Linked DNA regions of Sus scrofa: all the other regions are linked to region 3. A link is a contact called in public HiChIP or PLAC-seq and promoter capture Hi-C data. All regions are on one chromosome and are shown on one strand. Each heading gives the region's core, a stretch centred on a gene start, on an enhancer-like site or on the middle of the called end of the contact. The rest is flanking DNA. Distances are from core to core; before and after follow the strand shown.

Region 1 (2,700 bases), core at 193-2,692, 100 kb before region 3:
ATAGAATTCTGTATCTTGTTTTTAAAGATTCTTATATAAGTGATGAACACACTCTCACTGTAAAAAATTTTAACAGTGTAAATGTAAGATGCTCTGTCAGCTTCTCCTCCCCCTACCCCCACCAGTCCCAGTTTGCCTTGTCCCTCCCTTTATGCAAGAATTCACTTTTCTGAGCACTCCCATCATGCAAGAATTCAGTACGTCTAGCTCTCCATTAAAACATCCAGTAGAGGGAATTGTTCCACCGTTTCTCTTTTAACATGTAGGTTATATTTCTTTTTTCTTCACAAAAAAAATCTATCTTGGATGCCATTTACACAATGCAGAATGTGTAGTAATTTATACATATATTTAGTGCTACTGATTTGTTTCTAACCAAAGCAAGTTTTTAAAATCTTATTTTCTGCCTTCAACTTTCTTGTTGGTTTGCTTGTTTTCATTTTCTTTGACCCTGAAATATGTGTTTTTAAAAGGATATTGCAGAGTTCCCTTCATGACTCAGTTGTTAACAAACCCGACTAAGATCCATGAGGACTCGGGTTCAATCCTTGGCCTCACTCAGTGGGTTAAGGATCATGGCATTGCCATGAGCTGTGGTGTAGGTCGCAGACACAGCTCGGATCTGATGTTGCTGTGGCTATGGTGTAGGCCGGCGGCTGTAGCTCTGATTCGACCTCTGGCCTGGGAACCTCCATAAGCCGCAAGTTGGGCTCTAAAAAAGAAAAAAAAAAAAAAATATATATATATATTGCTATTGAGAATACTTATGGGAAAAAAATCCCTACTGTTGGCAGAAATATACTTTTTCCCTTAAGAGGAAGAAAAATCAGATAAAACAATATGGGAAAGAAATTATTTCATTCAGCAGTAATTCCATTTAAATTTCTAAATAGATTAGAATTATTGAAGAGACTATTTATATTTAGTTACTCTGAAAATATTTGTTTTTTCCTAGATGACAAATTCTGAAGATATTTGTTTTTTCCGAGATGACAAACTCTGAGCCTTTCAACCATATTTTATGTAAATGACATATATATTTTAATTTCATAGTGGTTCTCAATCAAGAGAGCTGACAGAACTTGCAGGCAGGCAGATCACTGTGCTGGTGTGGGCGTCTGTCCTCACAGCTGCTGTCAATTTGCATATAAAGAAGAAGTTAAGTGAAAACAAATTGGTTTCAAAACACTATCATATAGTCTCATTTGGGAGGAAAATGAGTATCGCTCATAGCAAAAACGTGGGGTAGCCAAAATGTTAGCAGCAGCTATATATGGGTGATTTAAAATTTTTTTCATCTGTTGGTTTGCCTGTAAAGTCTAAATTTTCTACAGTTAATATATACTTGTTTTGAAAGAAATGAGAGCAATGCAGTCTATGCCACTGAATTCTCTACTTCAGAGCAATTCCAGGCCTGGGCTGCAGGGGGCACCCCTGACCTGGCAGCAGGTCCCAAAGTCCTGCAACAGGCAGAGGAGCCAGGTGCTTACAGGTGATGCCCTCATCTCAGTAGGGCTGGATGAGTGGTGGGCCCTTTTTGCACTTTCAGTATTTCTTCCTTGGGTCTGGCTAGAGCATCCTCCTCATATTCAAAAGAAGGGAAATTTTTCCAAATTTGGCCTAAGGAAATAGGTATTTCAAGGGAACACGGCTGGCCAATTTCAGTTAAAGTAATAAAAATTTAGGGGGAAATTCTGGACTCAGTGAAGTTGCCCAGGGAACAGGCTGTACCACAACCATCAATTTACTTACAACCTTTGGCAAAATGACTCGGAGAGGATGCACAAGGCCATAGGCACAGCAACTGAACTCGCTTCTGGTGTTTCTACTTAAGAGATATTAAATTATTTCAGATACTTGGAATTGTGAATATGATATTTGGATTAATATTGATTGATCAATATGTATTTGAAATGATAGGGTTTGTGTTTGTTTTTTAGGGCTGCACCTGTGGCATGACTTGCAGCTGCCGACCTATAGCCACAGCAATGCTGGATCTTTAACCCACTGAGTAGGGCCAGGGATTGAACCCGCATCCTCACGGATACTTGTTGGGTTCATTTCCGCTGAGCCACAGTGGGAATTTTGAAATGACAGATATTTTAAATTCAATATCTAACATCCATGGCATCATAGCTTAAAAATCCGTCTATCTACATGGCGCCGGTTCCCAAATGTCTATTTCCAGCTCATCTTCTCTTCTGAACTCTCCCTTGAACATCTCAACTACCCTCTCAGCCTCTGAATTTGGGGACCAGGCAGGCCTCCAGTTGCCTCCATCCCCGCTTCCTTCCCTCCTCCCTGCTCCGCTGACATCTTTCCTCCCAGGTCCTCTGCCAGAAGGCTGAGCACGGCCTCTCTCCTGCCCTCCACAAGCACAAGCCCATGGGCTCTGCTGTCGCAATCTCCAGACTTTGACCATGGCTCACCAGCATCCCTGTCACCTGGTGCTGCCACCAATACCTCATAGACTCACCTCCTCTGACCTCCTGTTGGAGACCCTCAAAGACCAAGGCCCTGGAAAAGAGTGGGCACCAGAGCCAGGCGTGGTCCAGTCGGCAGTCCCTGGGAGAGGGCGAGGAACACCAGGCACTGGACCCAGGAACTCACTTCCTACTGGAAGCTGATAACCAGACCCTTCGAGTGGGGTTGGCAGTGTGTAAAGTTCGACCCTGGTCACTCTTATCTATGAAACTTGCA
Region 2 (2,719 bases), core at 85-2,584, 64 kb before region 3:
TAGCTTCCTTGGGCCTCACTGCCCCCATCCTAGGGACAAGCGGGGGCGGTGGTGGGCAGAATAAACTGGGCCCTGGAAGATTCAGGCAGTGACAAAGCGCGGGCTGGAGAGGGCAGAGGCAAGTGTAGCCTCCGCATGGGGACCCTGCGCCCTCGGTGTCCTGCAGGGGTAGAGCACTTCCGCCCTCTCCCCACCACAGAGAGAGGAGCCAAGGTGGCAGTCTGAGTGCCTATGCTGGCACAAAATGGCCACTTGGCACAGATGGGGTGGCCCTCTTAAAAGTTGCCATCCTGAAAAGCGTGGAGTCTTGGATCTAATGAATAAAGTCTCTAACTTACTGTCTGAGGATTAATGATTCTAAACAGAGACAAACCCCTCAAAACTTATACTGTCCTAGAACTTACACAATACTCATGCCCTCAAGATGCTCTGCTACACCTGTATATTTGAACAATTTGAATAATGCCTGTATATTTAGATTTTGTAAATTGCAGCAAATGCATTGATACACCAATAAACTAGTTTTTAACTTCTCTCATTATACAACAGAGGAATTGAAGATGGCATTTTACCACATTCTACCTTCTCCCAATATAGCTCTTCTATTGCGTAATTAATGCATCTCTTTGTTTTACAGTAGCTGACTCACAAAAGACTCAGAGAATGTAAACCTCTGTAACCTGTCACATTTGGAGGACAGTGAGAACAATTTGGCTAGAAGGAGAGCACGGAGGAGAGCCTGGCCTGAGAGGAGGCCGGGAGGGAAGCTGACCTGGGAATGACCTCTGCCCCTGACCTGGGTTCCTGGGGGCCCAGTGCTCCTGAGCAGGGGCTGAGTCCAGGAAGAGTGTTCTGCCAACAGTAGAGAAAGAACTAAACATATGAGAGAAGGACTCATCACTGAGGGGACCATGTCAATTCTCTTCCTTCCCATGACAAAGCTGTTTCACTCAGTCCGAACAGCATTTGTTATATTGGAAAAAATGCTAGTGGGGAAATGGTTCCTCTCTGAGCATATCCCATGCCCACCTGTACTGGTTCTAGGTCCTCAGGAGACCCCCCCCCGGGGGAGGCGCTGCCACTGTTACTCCTATCCCCCGCTTTACAGATGCGATGGGCTAATGCGCAGCAGAGCCAGAATTTTGCACCCAGACAGTCTGGGCCTGCTGTGCTGGAGCCCCTCAACAATACCTGTACCTCTGAAGCCATCATCAATTTTAGACACCAGATAGTTCAGAAAAGTACCAAATAAAAATGATACTGTCTCCAGAACTATGCTGGTCAATTCTTCACAAAGGTCTAGTTACAGCAACCCGGGCTCATATTTGGACAAGGCTCAACAATGTCAATAAACAAGCTGATGCCAAAAACCAAGTCTTACTGGACCACTTCCCAGAATAAGCACAAATCCGGAATCTGTCAATAAGAAAAGACTCAGCAGGGGGCTACAGCGTGAGGGGGGAGAAAAAGAGACTGAAGGCTAGTAAATTAAAAAAGAAAAGGACAATGCTGTTTTGCCATGTTTTGGGGCAGCAAACTTTGCTTTCCCATGACACAGGCAAAGAGGCGCCATTCACCTAGTGAAGTAGGAGTCAACACTGCACTCAGCTCCAAACTGAGCGGCTCCCTGTGCCCAGACTCACACCCACGTGGAGCCACTCCCACAGACCAAGTGCAGCTGGGAACACCACCCCAGCTTCTTCTCATGGAGAAAAGCCCCTTGAAAAAGCTGGGGGTGATGTAACTAAACCTGAAACGCACTGTAATTTGCTGAAAGTATATAATTTCCTTATTACTTGATTAGTGGTGTCAACCTGGCAGCAGGAGATCTGACACCATCAAGTTTGATTTGGCAAATTACGCCCCCTGGGAGGTTTCCTGCAATCACCGATCTTAGGGGTCTGTCTACTCATGAGGATGTGGCAACGCCAGCACCTGTACTGCGTGCTTATGGCCACCTCGTGCCAGAAGGATGGAAAGTAAATGGTGTCATTATTAGAGACAACCAGCAATCATGTCTAGTCACCCAGGTAGCGCCAGGCCATGCGGACTGGTGCAGTGAATCACTATAGGTGACTATAATCACACACGTACTTACTGGTTTCAGGCACAATCACTTCAGATGTGAATATTAACAGCTCTCCTTTGTCCTTGCAGGTTCTAAATGATTGTATATCCACCTATGTCGGAAATCTTTACGGGAAAACTAACATGAAACAGTATCAAGAATGAAAACACCATGCCCTTCACATAAATCTACATTAAAGCTCAGGTGAGGACAGATGCTCCCTTCAGTAAAAAGAACTGGGGACAATGCTTTCACGGTCAGAGGCACAGAGACGGCACCCTGGGGTGTGCTGAGGCAGGGAATGCCCCGCCCACCCCATCAATTCACACTGGAAAATCTTCCTTCTTTCTTCTTACAAATACTGAGTTTTCCCAAAAATTAGAGGCAAAGAGGAGGCAGATGGAGAGAAAGAAAAGTCTTTGCATAAATTGAGTATCACATCCTTATACATCAAATGAGATATTTCTGGGGGCACAGGACAGTTAATTCATGCATGCAGTTTGGGGATTCTAGACAAAGTAACTTCTGATCTTTGTAACATTAAATTTATTTATTTTTTTCAGTTTTATTATGCAGTCAATACATAGAATGGAGACTGCTGAGGAAACTAAAGAGCAGGGGGAAGGACACCCTTCACTTCTTGCTGGCCTT
Region 3 (2,857 bases), core at 315-2,814:
AACAGGCAGCTTTCTCTCTTCAAACATGAATTCTAATAAACCACTAACAATTTGGGGACAGGAGCCTCGGCTAAAACAAACAGAACTGCACAAGACATAGCTGGAAGGCTCCCACATAAAGCTTCCTACGAGAATTTGCATTTAAAACTTTCTATAGCTGGAAAAGTCCTTAAAGTTAATACCCAATTCTCCACACTCCAACCACGTGAATCAGGGTATTTATTACACTTCCTGCTAAAGTGTTCAAGAAGAAAACGTTACATCTCGAACACAAGAGAAACTGTCATCTAATTAAATGGGAAGGGGGAAAGTCCGGAATCACTGCGGTTTACAGGAAAGCCTTAATTCTGACGTTTCACTGTGCAGAGCGACCGCGGGAGCAGCATTAACTCACCAACCACTCAGTACGATCTTGGAAACAACGTGCTAATGATTAAACGGTGGAGAACAGACAACCGAGTCATTTTAAAAGAGCTTAACTCAAGTACACTTGGAAGTGAAATGCTCGGCAGGTAGCCTGAGAAGCCAACATAGAGCTCGTTCCCTCGCGGAAAGGACTGTAACCCAGGAGGGCCTGGGGAAACAAGCGCCCGGGCGGGGAACCCCTCACGTCGCGCGGAAGTCGGGATGGGGCACGGGGCGACCATTCTCGGCACCCCCTACCTCCCCGAGCTCCTCCCCGAACGCCGAGACAAACCGGGCGCGCCGCAACGCCCCTCCCCGCGAACCCCCGCCCCTGTCACCCCGAGCCCCGTCACCTCGGGCCCCGCCGCATCCCCGCCCACGCCCGCCACCGGCACCGCCCCCGGAGACGACTGCGCCTGCGCGCACGCCGGTACCCTGCTGCCCAGGCCCAGGCGGCGCACGCGCGTCCTGACGCGGCCCGCGCGCGGCCACTTCCGCCCCAGCGGGAGGCGGGGGAGGCGGCGGGCGCTGGCGGGCGCGAGCCGGGTCCTCGGAGGGGCAGGCGGCGGCTGCGTGAGCCCTCCACTCACCAGGTATAGCTGCTGCCAGCGATTCTGAGCGTCCAACTCCTCAAACTCCCGCTCGATGGCGGCCGACATGGCGGCGGGAGGGAGCTGGCGCGAGGGAGCCTGCGCCGGCGGAGAGGTTCGGGCCCCGCACGATCCGGGCAGCGCGCTGCCGCTGCCGCGCATGCGCGCTCCACGCCCGCCCCGCCCCCTCGCAGACCGGGGCGCGGGGAAAGTACCTGGTGCGTGACGTCAGCGCGCTGCTTGCGCCACGCGGGCGGGGCACCGGGGGAGGCGTGGTCCTGACGGCGCCCAGGTGGAGGGGGCGGGGCCGGGAGGAACCCCGGATATGCAGGCGAAGGACGCGGAAGGCGAGCTGCCGGGGTTCTGGGCCTCGTCGCTTGGCGAGTGTGCTGGGGAGACCTGTTTCCTCCTTGCCGTCCCATGTCTTTTTCCCTGTTAGTCTTAATTTTTAGAACAGCGTTGCTTGAACTGATTTTGGGGGAGGGGTTTATGCTTTTTAGGGCCTCACGTGCAGCATATGGAAGTTCCCAGGCTAGGGGTACAGTCAGAGCGCTGCTGCCAGCCACAACCAGGTCCAAGCCGCCTCTTCCACCTACACCACAGCTCATGGCAACTCCGGGTCCTTTACCCACTGAGGAAGGCCGGGGATCAAACCAGCATCCTCATGGGTACTAGTCCGAGTCTTCACTGCTGAGCCAGAACAGAAACTGCTGAACTTCATTTATTTATTTGTCTTTTTAGTGCCACTTGCTCTGCATATGGAGGTTTCCAAGCTAGGGTTTGAATTGGAGCTGTAGCTGCTGGCCTACACCACAGCCACAGCAATGCAGGATCCAAGCTGCATCTGTGGCCTATATCACAGCTCATGGCAATGCCGGATCCCTAACCCACTGAGCAAGGCCAGGGATGAAACCTGAGTCCTAATGAATACTAGTTGGGTTCATTTCCACTGAGCGACAATGGGAACTCCCTGAACTTTATTTTAAATGTCATCTAGGTCAGTTTAGACCCGTGTCCCACTTTCTCCTCTAGGAGGAAATAAACCAGACCTGAGGCCAGCTTCTGCGCAGCCTCGGGTTTTGTGCCAAATAAACCGCTATAGCAGAAGAGGTAACCTCTTCTGGAGGTTGGAGACTACACTTGTAAATGTTCCACAACTGAAAAGCTAGTGTTACCTCTGAAAAGGACAAATCATCTTTTACCAAACAAACTGCTGATGATGAAAATCATCTCACTTTATGTTAAGATAATCCATTGTTGGGAAGCTCACGTGCTTAGAACATCTTATATCACCTTCAGTAAGTAATGTGAAGGGTTAGAAGAACTTTAGCTGTGCATCCACTAAATAAAAGTTAAATTTAACCAAAGTTCCCATCGTGGTTCAGTGGGTTAAGAACCAAACTAGTATCCTTGATGTTGTGGGTTCATCCCTGGCCTTGTTCAGTGGGTTAAGGACCCCACATTGCTGTGAGCTGTGGTGTAGGTCACAGATGTGGCTCAGATCTGCTGTGGCTGTGGCGTAGACTGGCAGCTGCAGCTCCGATTCAATCTGTAGCTTGGGAACTTCCATATGCTGCAGATGCATCCCTAAAAAAAAAGTTAAATTTTAATTAAAGTGAAATGATAGAGTCCTCTGAGCTCTTTCTCAGCGAGGTCTGGGCTTTTGGAGTTCCCAGTTTCTCTCTGCATTGTCGAATTCCATTAGGAGTCCCCGAATCTCAGTATCTGAGCATTTACAGTTTAAATCAGGTTCCTCATCTTCTGCCGTCCCCCAAGTGACATCTGGCCCACCTTCAGCAAAAATCCTACTAGATCAGCTTGCCCAACCAACATCCCTCTCCCCTTTCTCTGTATAAACCAAG

The links. Promoter capture Hi-C pulls out the DNA fragments that hold promoters and counts their contacts. HiChIP or PLAC-seq counts read pairs in DNA pulled down with a chosen protein or histone mark.
Region 1: a contact with region 3 is called in an H3K27ac HiChIP or PLAC-seq map of alveolar macrophages. The contact joins the enhancer-like site here to the promoter of PTPN2 in region 3. A contact is called at or near these places in 2 of 5 promoter capture datasets (both in liver), 3 of 47 Hi-C or Micro-C datasets (alveolar macrophages, embryonic fibroblasts and epiblast stem cells) and 2 of 2 datasets of contacts at active chromatin or transcription factors (alveolar macrophages and skeletal muscle).
Region 2: a promoter capture Hi-C map of liver shows a contact between it and region 3, with 4 times the contacts expected there. The contact joins the enhancer-like site here to the promoter of PTPN2 in region 3. A contact is called at or near these places in 4 of 5 promoter capture datasets (fetal liver, fetal skeletal muscle and liver), 3 of 47 Hi-C or Micro-C datasets (epiblast stem cells, heart right ventricle and liver) and 2 of 2 datasets of contacts at active chromatin or transcription factors (alveolar macrophages and skeletal muscle).

Annotation. Positions count from the first base shown.
Region 1 is chr6:96,869,198-96,871,897 of Sscrofa11.1, reverse strand. No RefSeq gene overlaps it. Among named protein-coding and RNA genes, the nearest start is that of CEP76, 23 kb to the left of the region's middle. Within about 2 kb of position 1,442, at least 4 of the 83 cell types and tissues checked have an H3K27ac peak or open chromatin away from gene starts, as enhancers often do. A contact at or near this core is called in alveolar macrophages, where this site is marked.
Region 2 is chr6:96,832,781-96,835,499 of Sscrofa11.1, reverse strand. All of the region lies in intron 6 of PTPN2 (tyrosine-protein phosphatase non-receptor type 2), which reads right to left. Among named protein-coding and RNA genes, the nearest start is that of CEP76, 59 kb to the left of the region's middle. Within about 2 kb of position 1,334, at least 7 of the 83 cell types and tissues checked have an H3K27ac peak or open chromatin away from gene starts, as enhancers often do. A contact at or near this core is called in fetal liver and liver, where this site is marked.
Region 3 is chr6:96,768,571-96,771,427 of Sscrofa11.1, reverse strand. It overlaps PTPN2 (tyrosine-protein phosphatase non-receptor type 2), which reads right to left and starts at 1,564. Exons shown (of 9, transcript XM_021096023.1): 1 at 996-1,564. The coding sequence starts at 1,157.